4 separate regions of the Sus scrofa genome follow, and all the other regions are linked to region 2. Evidence: chromatin contacts called from public HiChIP or PLAC-seq data. All regions are on one chromosome and are shown on one strand. Each heading gives the region's core, a stretch centred on a gene start, on an enhancer-like site or on the middle of the called end of the contact. The rest is flanking DNA. Distances are from core to core; before and after follow the strand shown.

Evidence for each region. HiChIP or PLAC-seq counts read pairs in DNA pulled down with a chosen protein or histone mark.
Region 1: an H3K27ac HiChIP or PLAC-seq map of skeletal muscle shows a contact between it and region 2. The contact joins two enhancer-like sites. A contact is called at or near these places in 5 of 47 Hi-C or Micro-C datasets (liver and skeletal muscle) and 1 of 2 datasets of contacts at active chromatin or transcription factors (skeletal muscle).
Region 3: an H3K27ac HiChIP or PLAC-seq map of skeletal muscle shows a contact between it and region 2, with 5 times the contacts expected there. The contact joins two enhancer-like sites. A contact is called at or near these places in 1 of 5 promoter capture datasets (liver), 10 of 47 Hi-C or Micro-C datasets (alveolar macrophages, blood, brain and 7 more) and 1 of 2 datasets of contacts at active chromatin or transcription factors (skeletal muscle).
Region 4: a contact with region 2 is called in an H3K27ac HiChIP or PLAC-seq map of skeletal muscle. The contact joins two enhancer-like sites. A contact is called at or near these places in 9 of 47 Hi-C or Micro-C datasets (blood, embryonic fibroblasts, fetal heart ventricle and 5 more) and 1 of 2 datasets of contacts at active chromatin or transcription factors (skeletal muscle).

What each region holds. Positions count from the first base shown.
Region 1 is chr1:111,315,177-111,318,244 of Sscrofa11.1, forward strand. All of the region lies in intron 2 of RORA (nuclear receptor ROR-alpha), which reads left to right. Among named protein-coding and RNA genes, the nearest start is that of ICE2, 170 kb to the right of the region's middle. Within about 2 kb of position 1,540, at least 15 of the 83 cell types and tissues checked have an H3K27ac peak or open chromatin away from gene starts, as enhancers often do. A contact at or near this core is called in skeletal muscle, where this site is marked.
Region 2 is chr1:111,037,558-111,040,741 of Sscrofa11.1, forward strand. All of the region lies in intron 1 of RORA (nuclear receptor ROR-alpha), which reads left to right. Among named protein-coding and RNA genes, the nearest start is that of RORA, 320 kb to the left of the region's middle. Within about 2 kb of position 1,489, at least 6 of the 83 cell types and tissues checked have an H3K27ac peak or open chromatin away from gene starts, as enhancers often do. A contact at or near this core is called in skeletal muscle, where this site is marked.
Region 3 is chr1:111,394,255-111,397,574 of Sscrofa11.1, forward strand. All of the region lies in intron 2 of RORA (nuclear receptor ROR-alpha), which reads left to right. Among named protein-coding and RNA genes, the nearest start is that of ICE2, 94 kb to the right of the region's middle. Within about 2 kb of position 1,592, at least 3 of the 83 cell types and tissues checked have an H3K27ac peak or open chromatin away from gene starts, as enhancers often do. A contact at or near this core is called in skeletal muscle, where this site is marked.
Region 4 is chr1:111,358,292-111,361,302 of Sscrofa11.1, forward strand. All of the region lies in intron 2 of RORA (nuclear receptor ROR-alpha), which reads left to right. Among named protein-coding and RNA genes, the nearest start is that of ICE2, 130 kb to the right of the region's middle. Within about 2 kb of position 1,685, at least 1 of the 83 cell types and tissues checked has an H3K27ac peak or open chromatin away from gene starts, as enhancers often do. A contact at or near this core is called in skeletal muscle, where this site is marked.

The DNA.
Region 1 (3,068 bases), core at 290-2,789, 280 kb after region 2:
GGAGGGGGGGCCTTCTGGGGTGGAAGCCTTCTCGTGTTCTTGAGAGTATTGATGTTACGGGGAAGGAAGGCGAGGTAGGGCATACACATCAATTTTGTACCGTACAAAGGTTGCATACTTTGTATTAGCAAAGTATATTCCTTCATAATGCCAAAAAGGGAAGTTTTTCAACGTAGACAGGAAGACTTTCTAAGGTCCAAAGGAAGCCAAGTGGCTCTTCGCGTAGCAAGGCATGTGCAATGTGTGGAAGACCTGTTCTTGCTGACATAAGGATAAACCTTCCTGAGCTCTTCTGCAGAGGCAAACAGCATTGATATTTAGGCGATTCTGGGGTGTGCATCGTTCAGACTTGACTCTTGGGGCGACAGTAGCTTTCTCATCTCTTGCTTCTCTGATGTGAACTTGCACCATATTCAGAATGAGAATTACACTTTCCCACCTAATTCCAACATGGAGGGGTTTTTTTGTTTTTTTGTTTATTTGTTTGTTTGTTTTAGTTTTGGTTTTTAGAGCTGCACATGCGGCATATGGAGGTTCCCAGGCTAGGGGTCCAATCAGAGCTGTAGCTGCCAGCCTATGCCGCAGCCACAGCAATGCCAGATCCGAGCCGTGTCTGCAACCTACACCAAAGCTCACAGCAATGCCTGACCTTTAACCCACTGAGCAAGGCCAGGGATCGAACTTGCCACCTCATGGATACCAGTCAGATTAGTTTCCACTGCACCACAACAGGAACACCCAACATGGAGATTTTTAAGACGAGACCTCTGTGTATTTCCTTGAAAATATGGGGGCAGAGTAACAACGACCAAACTGTCAACATTCCCCTCTGCCTTATGCCCACTCCCTGATCAAAATTCCTTTCCTATTCTTCTCCAGAAGTTTCTCTTTCTTCTGGCCAATAATAATAATATGCTTTGTTAGGAAGGACGTAGTTAGGAGTTAATGTGAGATGTTGGAAAGGCTTCAGGCATTAGTGACAGAAAGACCCTAGTGTGCATCTTAGCTTTTCTGTGTATTTGTTGTGTAACTTTGGGCCTAATCTCCAAGCCTCAGTTTTCTAATTTGTCAAATGGGAATAGAAGCACCACCCAAAACATTGTTATGAGCGTGAAGAACTGAGAACTGAAAAGCAATAGGTTTATAAAGCAACAATTTTGTTTGTGATGGGTTGCTGTTGTCCCTCTCTCATTCTGGAAGATTGCTGGCTGAAAAATTCAGCTGTACCCTATCCTCCTCCCCAGGGACCAGCAGAAAATGACAAGCCCCTTCTGAGTGGAAACCTTCCCTCAGGTTCCACAAATAGCCTCTCGCATTGTACGAGAGGAGGCTTTCTCATCATGGGCCTGTTCACACCACGGGAAAGCTTTCTCTCCCTCTCCCTGTGGAATTTCTGTCTCCAGTTTTTGAGATCTCTTGGCCTCAAGGACAGAGCAGTGGTTTGGAAACAAATTCAAATGTGAGTGCTTCCCCTCCCCCATGCTGGGTGTGAGATGTTCGGGCCTCCTGTTCTGAAGATAATCTGTGAGTAACCTGAAGTTGGAATGCCCTCCTGAGGTCGGTGTATAAAAGCCAGCAGCATAAATAGGAACTGAGGCTGAAGTAAGCACAAATGTTCTCGAACAACTTCAATAGAGACAGTCTTGTTTGATCCTCTCCAAACTTCCTGAAACCCAGCTGAATATTTGTTTGTTTTGTGGTTGCTCAACTTTTTTTTTTTCGGGCCTTGTCGTGCATGGCTGTTGGTTTCTCTGTTTGAAAGGAAAGTGCTTTTTCTCAGTAATGATGCTTGCACTCTGAACTCTGCAATACCCACTTCTAAAGGCCATTTCATCATAAAGATAAAGTTCTGCTAACTCTCAGGTCCCAACAGATAAAGGATGTGGCCAGTTACCATGACTCGTGCTTCCCTCCTTTGTCATTTGGGGCACACACCTAAAAGCGTGTGAACAGAAAGTTTCTAGATTTGTTTTCACGTTGAAGATTTGAGCCCACAAGGGGAAAATATCAACGTAAATGACTATGCAAAAGTGACAAAATAGCATTTTGACCTTTCAGTTGCCAGAGACACAAAGGCCAACTTAAGGTGAGTTTGCTGTTCTCTTGATTTTTGAGGAAACTACTGGTAATTAGCATTATTCTTTTTTATTTTATTAACCGTGGAACCTCAGGGCCCCAACTGCCCAGTCCATGTTAGACGGGCAGCCCAAGAACAGTACCTGGAGAAAACACCCAGGGACAAAGCAGGGGGACCCCTTGCAGAAAACAGGGATGGAGGCTGGTCCTTCCTTTTGGCCTCCTTTCTGGTAGATGTGTAGCAACACCGTAAAACCAGAATCTGATGTCAAGCTAATTTACAGCTCCTGAGACAGAATGTTCTGAAGTTGGAAGAGCTCATGAATGGCGTATGTCAGGACTGAGGTGCTTGGCAGAGTTTTCAGATACATGTAGAGGCTTTTTCTATACCTTTTATCCAAACTGTTAGTGTCCCCAGGGTTTCTGGGTGTCACAGGGTCCCTCAAAGTATGGGAGACAGCATAAGGCCATGACAGCAATAGCCAAATCTCCTATCTGTGGCCTGCAAATACACGGGAAGTTTGCCCAGTGTCAGACGCGAGAATCTTATATGCCATGATTTTTTTTTTTCCTGGAAGCAACTGGAAACCAACTGAGTGACACTTAAGTCCTTCACCTGCTACATTACTGTAGCCAGTGGGTGTGTGCCAAAGTGGTACCAAGAAGGGCTCTCATCTGAACAGCCGCAAGAGTTACGACCCTGGCTTGGAGCAGAATGTTATACAATGTTCAGAGTCATGGCAACTTGAATGTGGCAGCAGTGTCTGTTTCTGAGATTATGAGCGCTTCATGGCCAAGTGCACCTGTGTTGAGAGTTGACCTCAGAGTGGGATATAGATTGAGAAGCCTCTCTTTTGGAGCTAACAGTTCATTCAAGCTCCTTTAATAGCTAGATATTTAAGTGTTAGAATTAACTCTAGCACTGCTTTCCATCCTCCATATATTGACTATAAGATATACGGAATCACTGAAAGCTTCCTTTCTCCCCAAAA
Region 2 (3,184 bases), core at 239-2,738:
AGCATCCCTAATATGTAGAATCCACCATCTCCTCTCCTGGTGTCCTTTCTCCAACTTATATCCCCTGGTCCCATACAGCACATGACCATTCAGGCAGTAATTCAGCCCCATGATGCCTCTGCGCCGTCAGCCCAAGCAAAGGTTCTCTGAGTTTCATCACTCACTGCTTCACAGGTTGGTATTTCCCTCCTGTGCCCTGGCTTAGAGGCGAGCCTGGAATGGCTCAGCGCTTGCACCCTAAAGCTCACACATCTCTTTCTGCCCCCTCCCTATCACCAGGGCACCCCAGTCATGCCCACAAACAGGATAAACCTGCACAACTGCATCGTCGCCTGCCAGAAGAAGATGAGAAAAATATTCCTGGTATCTCTGAGGTTCCTGCCTTTTCAATTGCAATGCAAAGGTGAAGTCCCTCATAATTTATGACCTCTCTTACAAGGCCTCAACTTCACATGTCACTAATGGGGAATTCCAGGGTAGCCAGTTGTTGGTGAACATACACCTCCAAAGTGCCTAGTTTCTACCTGGCAATTCCGATGATAATTACCATGAAATTATATAACTGCAAATTATCCTGCCATGTGAGTGGCATAAATATGTTCCTTCCCTGTGACAATCATTTTAAATGACAGGGCTAGCTAATGAGTAGCCATTGGAAATTCACCAGTGAGCTACCCAGGCAGTAACTTTCTCCTGAAGAGGGAAGATGGAGTTTGTTCTGCCTGGCTTGATGAAGGCCTCCGTGGAGACCTTGATGGGCCCTGTTCTTTCTGTTCTCCTGGTCCCTCCTCTTTGAATCTGGAAAGTGAGTCTCTGTGGAGTTGGCAGCAAGTACTTCTTAGAATGAAAGCAGAATTTGGCTTCCAAAGAGGATGAGTCTGGGCTTAGCCCTTGACGTGTTGTGTGATTTGAGGATGGTGCTTAATCCCTCTGAGCCTCGGTTTCCTCCTGGGTAAAATGAGAGTGATGTCGGATGCTGGGGGCACACACCCCCTAGGCTTGTTGTGAGGATTAGTTGGGGTTAGGCACATGGAGGGTGCAGTAAACCCTCGGCCATCTCCAAGGTTATCCTTGACCAGGGCCAGGAGGAAAACCCCACTTCTCAGGCCGTTCAGCTTCTGCCCTCTGAGGGCTGGGTCTGGTTCAGCTGGGTGTGAAGCATGGTCAAAGCAGAGACACAGTCATGCTGGTCACGCTTTGTCACTTGAGGGTGGCACGTTGAACCCAGCTCTGAACTTGGGCTATTTTTTTCTAAAGGGGGATTATAACTCTCATTTCCATGAGGAAATAAGGGGCTATACTTCAGATGCATGAGAGGAAGAGATTACACCCAAAGAAATTTAACTCCTGAGAGATTATGTTCTCAACCCTTGCCTTTAGCTGAGAAATACATCGGCCAAAAGCCAACAGTCTAGTAACCACTCCAGCTGTGTCACAGGAGGGCTTTGGTCTGGCAGCCAGAGCTGCCGCACAGCCACTTTTCCTACTTTCTCCCAGCGAGCTCTTCTTCTGGGTGCCCGGCTCAGGCAGGAACATCCCCTGAGGGAGAAAGTGGGACAGCATCCAGGAATTTCCTAGGAGTGTCTAACGCGAGACTCAGAGGACTTTCAAATAGAATCTGGCCAAGAAAGGCCACTTTCCTTAAGGCAGCAGATGAATGCTGCTACTCAGCTTGCTTTTCAACACACGTGAGGACTGCACCTTGACAAAAAGAAAGCTGCCTTTTGCAAATGATAGATTTATAGTCCAAAGTACTGCTAACTTGTAACCATAGTAACAAACAAAGCTATTACCTAAAATGGCTTCACCATGTGAAAGCAACAATTATATTAACCAAATTGGGGGTGGGTGGGGGGAGAAGGAAGTCTGATCAATGTGGAAGGGCCCAGAAAATTGGATTGAAAATGCATGACATTTTCCTAAATTACCCCTCTTTGGGGGAGGGGCCGGGATTCCAAGAATGAGGAGCGGTGATCGAGTTGGGCGCAGGCCCCACCAGGTGGCAGCATCTAGAAGTCGTTGAAGCAGCTCTTCCGTTGGTTTTTGGGCTCCGGAAGCCGGCTTAATACTTCAAGGCTTGATTTTTCAAGCACCAACCCCTCCCATCATCAATTCAGTGGGGACTTTCCCTGTCAACACTAACAATGTGGAAATGGCCCAAATTAGACTTTATTAAAGAGCGTGTCGATTGAGAAGTATTCTCGTTGCAGTAAACAGTGTGAGCTTAAACAGAACATCAGCGTGAGCTGATGAAGCCCTTGAATGGATGGTATAGATCAGGGCGTCCCATGGACTTAACTCTTAGTCTCTACCCAGATCCGTCCCTCTAAACTCTTTGTGCTGAGACATAGTCACACATTTGAATCATCTGGGAGGCTTTAAAACATTCTGATGCCTGGAGCCCACCCTCAGCATTTCTGATTAGTTGTATTAGGTATAGCCTGGGCATTGAGACTTTAAAAAAAATCCTCCAAGTGATTTAAATGATGTTTGCAAGGGTCAGACGGATAGGAAGCTATGTATTAAGATGGAGGTGACAGGAATTACTCACAGTTGGCATCTTTAGGAGCAGAAGGAATTGGAGACTGACTTTCTCATCGACTGCTTTCACTTGAGTTTGGCGATTGGTCTCTGTTTAATTATTGTACCTAGAAAATACCAGCTAAATAGCACAGAAAGTATCATCCTGAGGTTTCAGATTGCAGGCACATTGGCCATAGAATGTCAAGGAACCTGCCCTTGTTTCTCATCAACTGTAAATCTCAGCGTAGATGCCTCCAGTAAAATCCCTGACCAGTCAGATCTGTTCCTTTACAAGGCCAGGAAAATTACACAACACAGACACATCTGAGGGCATCTGAATATCTAGCTAGATCTTGTGTAATTGACCCAATCAGTCAAACAACACACACACACAGACACACACACACACACACACACACACACACACACACACACACACACAGACAGGGACAGCCCTGGGAAAAACATCAAGTAGGCAAAACTGCCTTTCTTCCCTGGCTCCTCCCTCCCGCAATTCCCACCCTTTTTCTCCTTTCACTCAGTTTTAGATGTGACATCATGGTGAATGAAAGAATGGATTAATCAGAGAAAGACACCCCTCAATCCCTTCATGGACAGAGCGTTCATCATGCAATAGACCAAACAGAGCTTTATTTCATTC
Region 3 (3,320 bases), core at 342-2,841, 360 kb after region 2:
GGAAGGGGCCCCTTGGCGGATATTTCTCATCAGTGATCTAAGAGGCTTCAAATTCTGCATGATCCAAGCCCTGCCACTGTAAACAGTAGTCCAGATGCTAACTAAAGCTGCCATCTTTAAAGTGCTTCCTCTGTGCCAAGCGCGGGGAAGCAGATTCCCGAGTTTCACGTGCATGTGAGCCTCTCACCTGCCTCCAAGGTAGAGCATCCTGCCCATGACTGCAGAGATGCCCCTGGAGGCCAAGCCTGCCTCACCCCCAAGCCCATGTTTCTAATTTCCTTGCTACTCTGACCCAACAGCACTGCCCCATGGAAGTCTTCAAAAGATACATTGTTCCAGACTCAAACTGGGTACAAACTGGGGTTTGCAGGCTCCTTCAGAACTCTGGTGGAGCGGGACATAGGCAAATATGAACACCTATTTATAGAGCATCTGCTGTGTGGCAGTGACTATACGAAGGGCTAGACGCAGAGGGAAGAAAGAGATAATCCATGCCTTCAAGGAGTTCACAGGCCACTGAAGACCCGAGACAGAAATAAAATCATGACCCCATTTAAATGCCAGATTGGAGTGATGGGTGTATGTTGGGAGCACACAGGAGGAGCCCTAATCAGACTCAGGGGTTAGGCACAGCTTCCTGGGCGGGGCAAAGGCTTAGCTGAGCTTTGACGCAAAGGCAGGTATTTCCATCCAAGGATAGTGCTTGTGAAAATTCTCTAGAGGTTAGACAGGGAGAGAGACAAGTTTGGGGGTGGCAAGCAGTTCCCTGTTGCCTGTAGGGACTGTAGGAAATGAGGCAGCTATAGGAGGTCAATGGGGTTCAGACCTTGAAAAGCTCCCGTTTCCTTCTAAAGAAGTTGTTCTTTGTAACGAAGGCGATGGTAAGCCACTCGGGCAGATCGCCCCACATTTTTAAGGCACGTGGAATCACCAGCAACAATTAGATGTTCTCAGTATCTTCCTTCTCCCTTAATCTTTTCAGGGAATGGGGGGTGGGGGAAGATTTCTGGATGTAGCAAAAGACCCTTCTCTGGTATGATTTGGATTTCTGCGTGGACACTTTGCCTCTCATGGGCTGTGCAGAGATATATGAAAGGCATCCGCCAGCAGACTCCTTCAATGGATTCGTGCACTTTGCTTGTTATAAATTGATTCCAGGACTTCATTATGATGTTGTTGAGATGAATGGGGCAGTAGTGTTTTGGCTTGCGCTGCCAGGAGGAGGAAAAACAAGTTTCTGTGGTGCCGCAGTTCAATCATGCTGCTTACAGAAGTAAGGCCATGAAAGGATGGAGGAGCGTGTCTTTGATACTAGAAACCCTGTAGCCCTGTTGGTGCTACAGGCGCATGCTTCAATTAAAGGTTGCAGCCAGCTTTCAAGTATTGACTAGCGAGCAAAAAGCTCAGCCCACACTCGTGCACCTACTCAAGCTTGTTAAAATAAAAATCCACTCTCGGCGAGGCTCGTGTCACAGCCAGTGTAATTATGACATGGGAGATTGTTTTTGAATTTGAGAAGCTGTAGCACACATTTATTTAAAGATACGCTTAGTAATTTAATATGTGTTCGTCAGGACTTAGGCCCAAACTGTGAAGAAGTAAATAGCATTGCCAGCTGCCTCGCGGGTTGTTTCCCCCTCCTGTGTTCAAGATCAAGACTTGGCACTTGGCAGATTTATCCAGAAGAAAAGTGATCTGACGCCCTTACCATGGGATAGATCCTTACCTCTCTCACCATCAATGAGGACAATAATGGCATCCCCTTGGTGGGCTGTTTTGAGGACTAAATGAGATCATATGTGTAAGGTGCTGGGCCTGTCACTGAGTGCTTCATGATGTAGTTTTATTATTGGTATTATCTATAGATTTAAAAAAAAAAAAGGCAGTGGGAGGAAGTATGCCATAAATGCCACTCTTTTGGTCTGGCTATACATGACAAAGGCAGGGCAGTCCAGCTGTCTGGAGTAGCCATGGCTTATCACGCCCTGTGATTTGGACTCCTGCATTTCTAGTGGTTGGATATGCTCAAAATAGCCAAGAGTTTGGGAAGGCTCCAGTAGACTATGGCAATATGAGGTATCACGCTCCTTTTGTGACTCAGGTGCTGGGCCAGGTGGGGGGTTCCCCTGGCCATGCAAATTTCCAAGTCATTCTCCCCTCCTTGCCCTAGAAGAGGCCTGTGAAGTACAGGGCCACCTCTTCTCCAACCAGTGAGTCGCCATTATATCCAGTTTCTACTGAGCTGCTTTCTGCATTGAAGGCTATTCAGCCTTGCTGTGTCATTTTACGGTTGTTGAGGAACAGAGGAGGGCACATCTAGCATCTTTTCTGCAGACCTATGAAACCTCCTGCATGGAACTTAGAGGTGAGGCTTCCCTGCACACCTGGCATTTATGAGTCCTGGCATTTATGACCTCTGGTATGTTCAAGTTGGGGCATTTATTCTATTTACATCATGCACCCTCACACTCTGCGCATTGGCGTGGATTATGACATTTTAACCAGAAAAATGACGAGGTCAGTTTATGAGTTGGCACAGTGTTCTGATGAGTGAATGTTGAAAACTCAGCTGGGAGCAGAATTTGGATGGTGAAAGGTGTCATAGCTGTAAACCAGAGTCCCTTAGCTAGTTGGTCATTTTATAGACTATTCGACACATAGAAACTTTAGAAGTCATCTGGTCCAATCTGTTTACTTTGCATAGGAGGTAGTTGGGAGATGAAATACCCTGCCCAGGTTAAGCTAGTGGCAGGGTAAGGACTAGAATCAATCTCCTTACTTCTAGGGTTTTGTTGTTGTTGTTGTTTGCTTGTTTTTTTCACTTTTCATGCTTCATCTTCAAGTACTGCAGAGAGTTTACATGGAATGTTATTATATCAGAGAGTGCTGTAAGTGATGTGTTAGATCTATTTAACTCTTTGGTAATGAAGCCATACATTTTTATCCAAAAGACTGACTGCGTAATTATTTATATTTTCCTAGAAAAGGGACAAAAATTAATTCCAGCTAAGAGTAACAGCACAGAGAAGACCCAGGCTTGAAAACACAGAAAAACACAGGAAACCAATTCACATGTACCCTCCCAATGAATTCAGACTGTCAGAGAAGCCAGCAAAACAGCGTCCCTTCCTGCTGAGTATTGTGAAAATCTATCCTTGTTGTTTGCTGTGGTCTCTCTGTGAGAGAGACATCGAAATTCCTCCCCAAGGGGAAAAAAAAATAAGAGGAACAGTAAATAACAACCCTCAGATAATGCAGATGGGTAAACATTTCCAGAATTGATTATATAAAGTACTGTTGACAAGCCACAAGCAGGCAAG
Region 4 (3,011 bases), core at 435-2,934, 320 kb after region 2:
AGGCTAGGAATCGAATCAAAGCTGCAGCTGCCAGCCTAAACCACAGCCACGGCAACACCAGATCTGAGTCACAGCTGTAACCTACACAGCAGCTTGAGGCAAGGCCAGGTCCTTAACCCAATGAGCAAAGCCAGGGATCAAACTTGCATCCTCATGGACACTATGTTGGGTTCTTAACCCAGTGAGCCACAATGGGAACTCCGAACCACCACATTCTTGTTCTATCTAAAATCCTTGCCATAAATATTACATGCTATTTTGCTGAATTAAATTTTTCCAAAGCCCAGATAATATCATGTTTAAAGGTAACATAACCTATTGTGGTGTTTTGATAAACTAAGTATTTTATACCAAGCAAACACTGGTAAGAGCAAAGTTATGCAGGGGAAGGGGGCACAGACATGCCAAATGAGTACCCCTTAAATGTGGAAGGAGTATTGGAATTAATGCCAGGAGTTACTCCCTTTTGCTGTTGGAAAACACATGTGATATAGCCTGCCTAGACCCCCCCCCAACCTGAATGGATAAAATATGAAAAGATGCCAAAAAAAGTTTAAATTAAGGAAAAAGAGATCCAGAAAAAAAGAAGAGACGTGACTTCAAAATATACTACTCTGAGCATTTGAGACCCATGTCATGATAGGCGCTGGGGCGTCTTACTAGCACTCTGTGCATCTCTATCACTCTGGAAGGACCAGAAACTGTGGAACAACTGTTATACGACTGGGCTTGGTTTATAACATTCACTGAACAAGCTAGTTTTCTGTAGATTGTCATGAGGTCCAATGATTAACATCTAATTGGTGATTTACTGGAGGCATATTGTCGAAGAGCCATGTAAATTCTCTCTTGTGGCAGGAATGAATAGATAACATAAAAATGTGTGAACTGACAGAGTTCCCATCGTGGCTCAGCAGAAATGAATCTGACTAGCATCCATGAGGACACAGGTTCCATCCCTGGCCTCAATCAATGGGTTAAGGATGTGGCGTTGCCGTGAGCTGTGGGGTAGGTCACAGACACAGCTCAGATCCCGAGTTGCTGTGGCTGTGGCCGTAGGCCGGTGGCTACAGCTCTGATTCGACCCCTAGCCTGGGAACCTCCACATGCCAGGGTGTGGCCCTAAAAAAAAAAAAAGTGTGAACTGAAAGTAAGATATAATTAGCGACAAAAGTCTTCTGAAAAAATGTAAGATAGCCTCATGTTTCACTTTCAGAAATCCGCCTGTGGAAAATTTTCTTATACTTGCCAATCTGACTTCCTCAGAATATAGATTCCTAAAGAACAGGAAATCAATTTTCAATATCTAGCATGTGGCAACATTTATCCAGCCCTAGACCGAGGGTTGGAAACCCCAGCTGAAGACCCAGCTTCGCTTTCTCACTATTCCCAGCTAAGCTGGAAAACCTCTCCAAGCTCCATTTAGCCCATCTGTGAATAGGGATAATGACCCTGCCTGCTGTCTGCCCGGGCATTGGTAAGTGTCAAACGGCAGTCTTTAAACTCTGTTCTCATTAACAAGAATAACTATGTAATAATAGTGATGAAGATAATAAATTTAATACCAATTTAGAGGTGGTCATGCCGATTTTAATGCAAAAAGTATTGTTCTGAAGACTGGACAGTATGTGGCGTGGAAGCGGTAGAAATCCAAAAGTGTGGTCCAAGTAGTTCTACGCAGTGGCTTCCCTTTCCTCCTTCTAGCCGGGAGCGGAGAGAATTCATCACGGGACCTTCGGCTCTTGCATTGTAGAGTCTGCACAATATGGATCTAGCTGGCAGGTGTAGAGGCAGCAGTTTCCATGACTCCAATAAATTAACTAGTGTTCACGGATGTTTTGCAGCTGCCCTGGAAACAGGTTTGCAGTTTTGAAAAAGAATTGTTGCAGCCATGAAGAAGGGTGTTGGTGTCATGTGGGTGCATGTTTAAAGCCTACTTTTAAAAACCTATCACTTCACCTGCCCTGAATGAAAACAATGCCAAGCTGTGCCTATGTTTTTCTTTCCTTTTTTCCCCCCATCGAACTTATTAACTTTTCCTTCTCCAAAATTCCAGCAGGTTAAACATGATTATATAAATAGCCTTTGCTATTATATAAATAGCAAGTATCTTTGTATAATGATACACATTTCAACCTCAGCCCTAAGCACCCGTAATTCAAGTAAACATTTACAAAAACATTGTCACTTTAAAAATAGAGGAGGGTATTTGAACATTTTTTATTTTATTGATATTTGGCTAATAATAGAATTGAATGAAATACCAGTATATATAACAGTTATTCCTACTATGGAAAGCTCTTTATTTTTCCAGCCGGCTTCAGAGTATACTTACTAGAGCTGGAATAACCTAGACCCTGATTATAAGGTCTTAAGTAATTGGGGTTATTATTTGAAGTATATATACCCGTGCCATATTCACAGACATTATTAGAAAATGTGATGTTCCATGTAAATTAATTTTCTGGAGTATGTCTGTCCAAAGGTCTAAATTACTTCACTTTATTCCGGGTTGGAGGAGACCTTTCAAAATGTACTATGTAAGTTCCCGTCTTCTTAGAGTTCATGGGCTAATCCATTCTTAATGTTTCAAAGTCATTATAAACACTAATTATAATGGTGTGTACAGTATGCTGTAATATAGGATGTCCTCGGAGACTCTGCAGGTGTGGCTTATTGTTTGCCCCTACGCTCAATAGTCCCATGCTGCTATACTTTTTGAGTTCTTATGTCTAACTCTTATCATTTTTTATCTCTTCCTTTAGTATTTATTGTTCCTCTTTGCTCCTATGAGCAGAACTCTCTGCTCCTTTCTGCTATGCTTTTTTTAAAAATTATATTCTGTATACTGGAAAATCAGATATCAAGGTTGTCAGAACTGTGTCTTACATAATAGTAAATAGCCCCTGAGTGAATGCCTGAGGGTTTTTTTTTAAAAGCACAAGTATGAACTTTTGTTGTTGGAATTTGGGTGTTATCTTTGTGGATCTTTTTTTCTGTTTTGTTTTCTT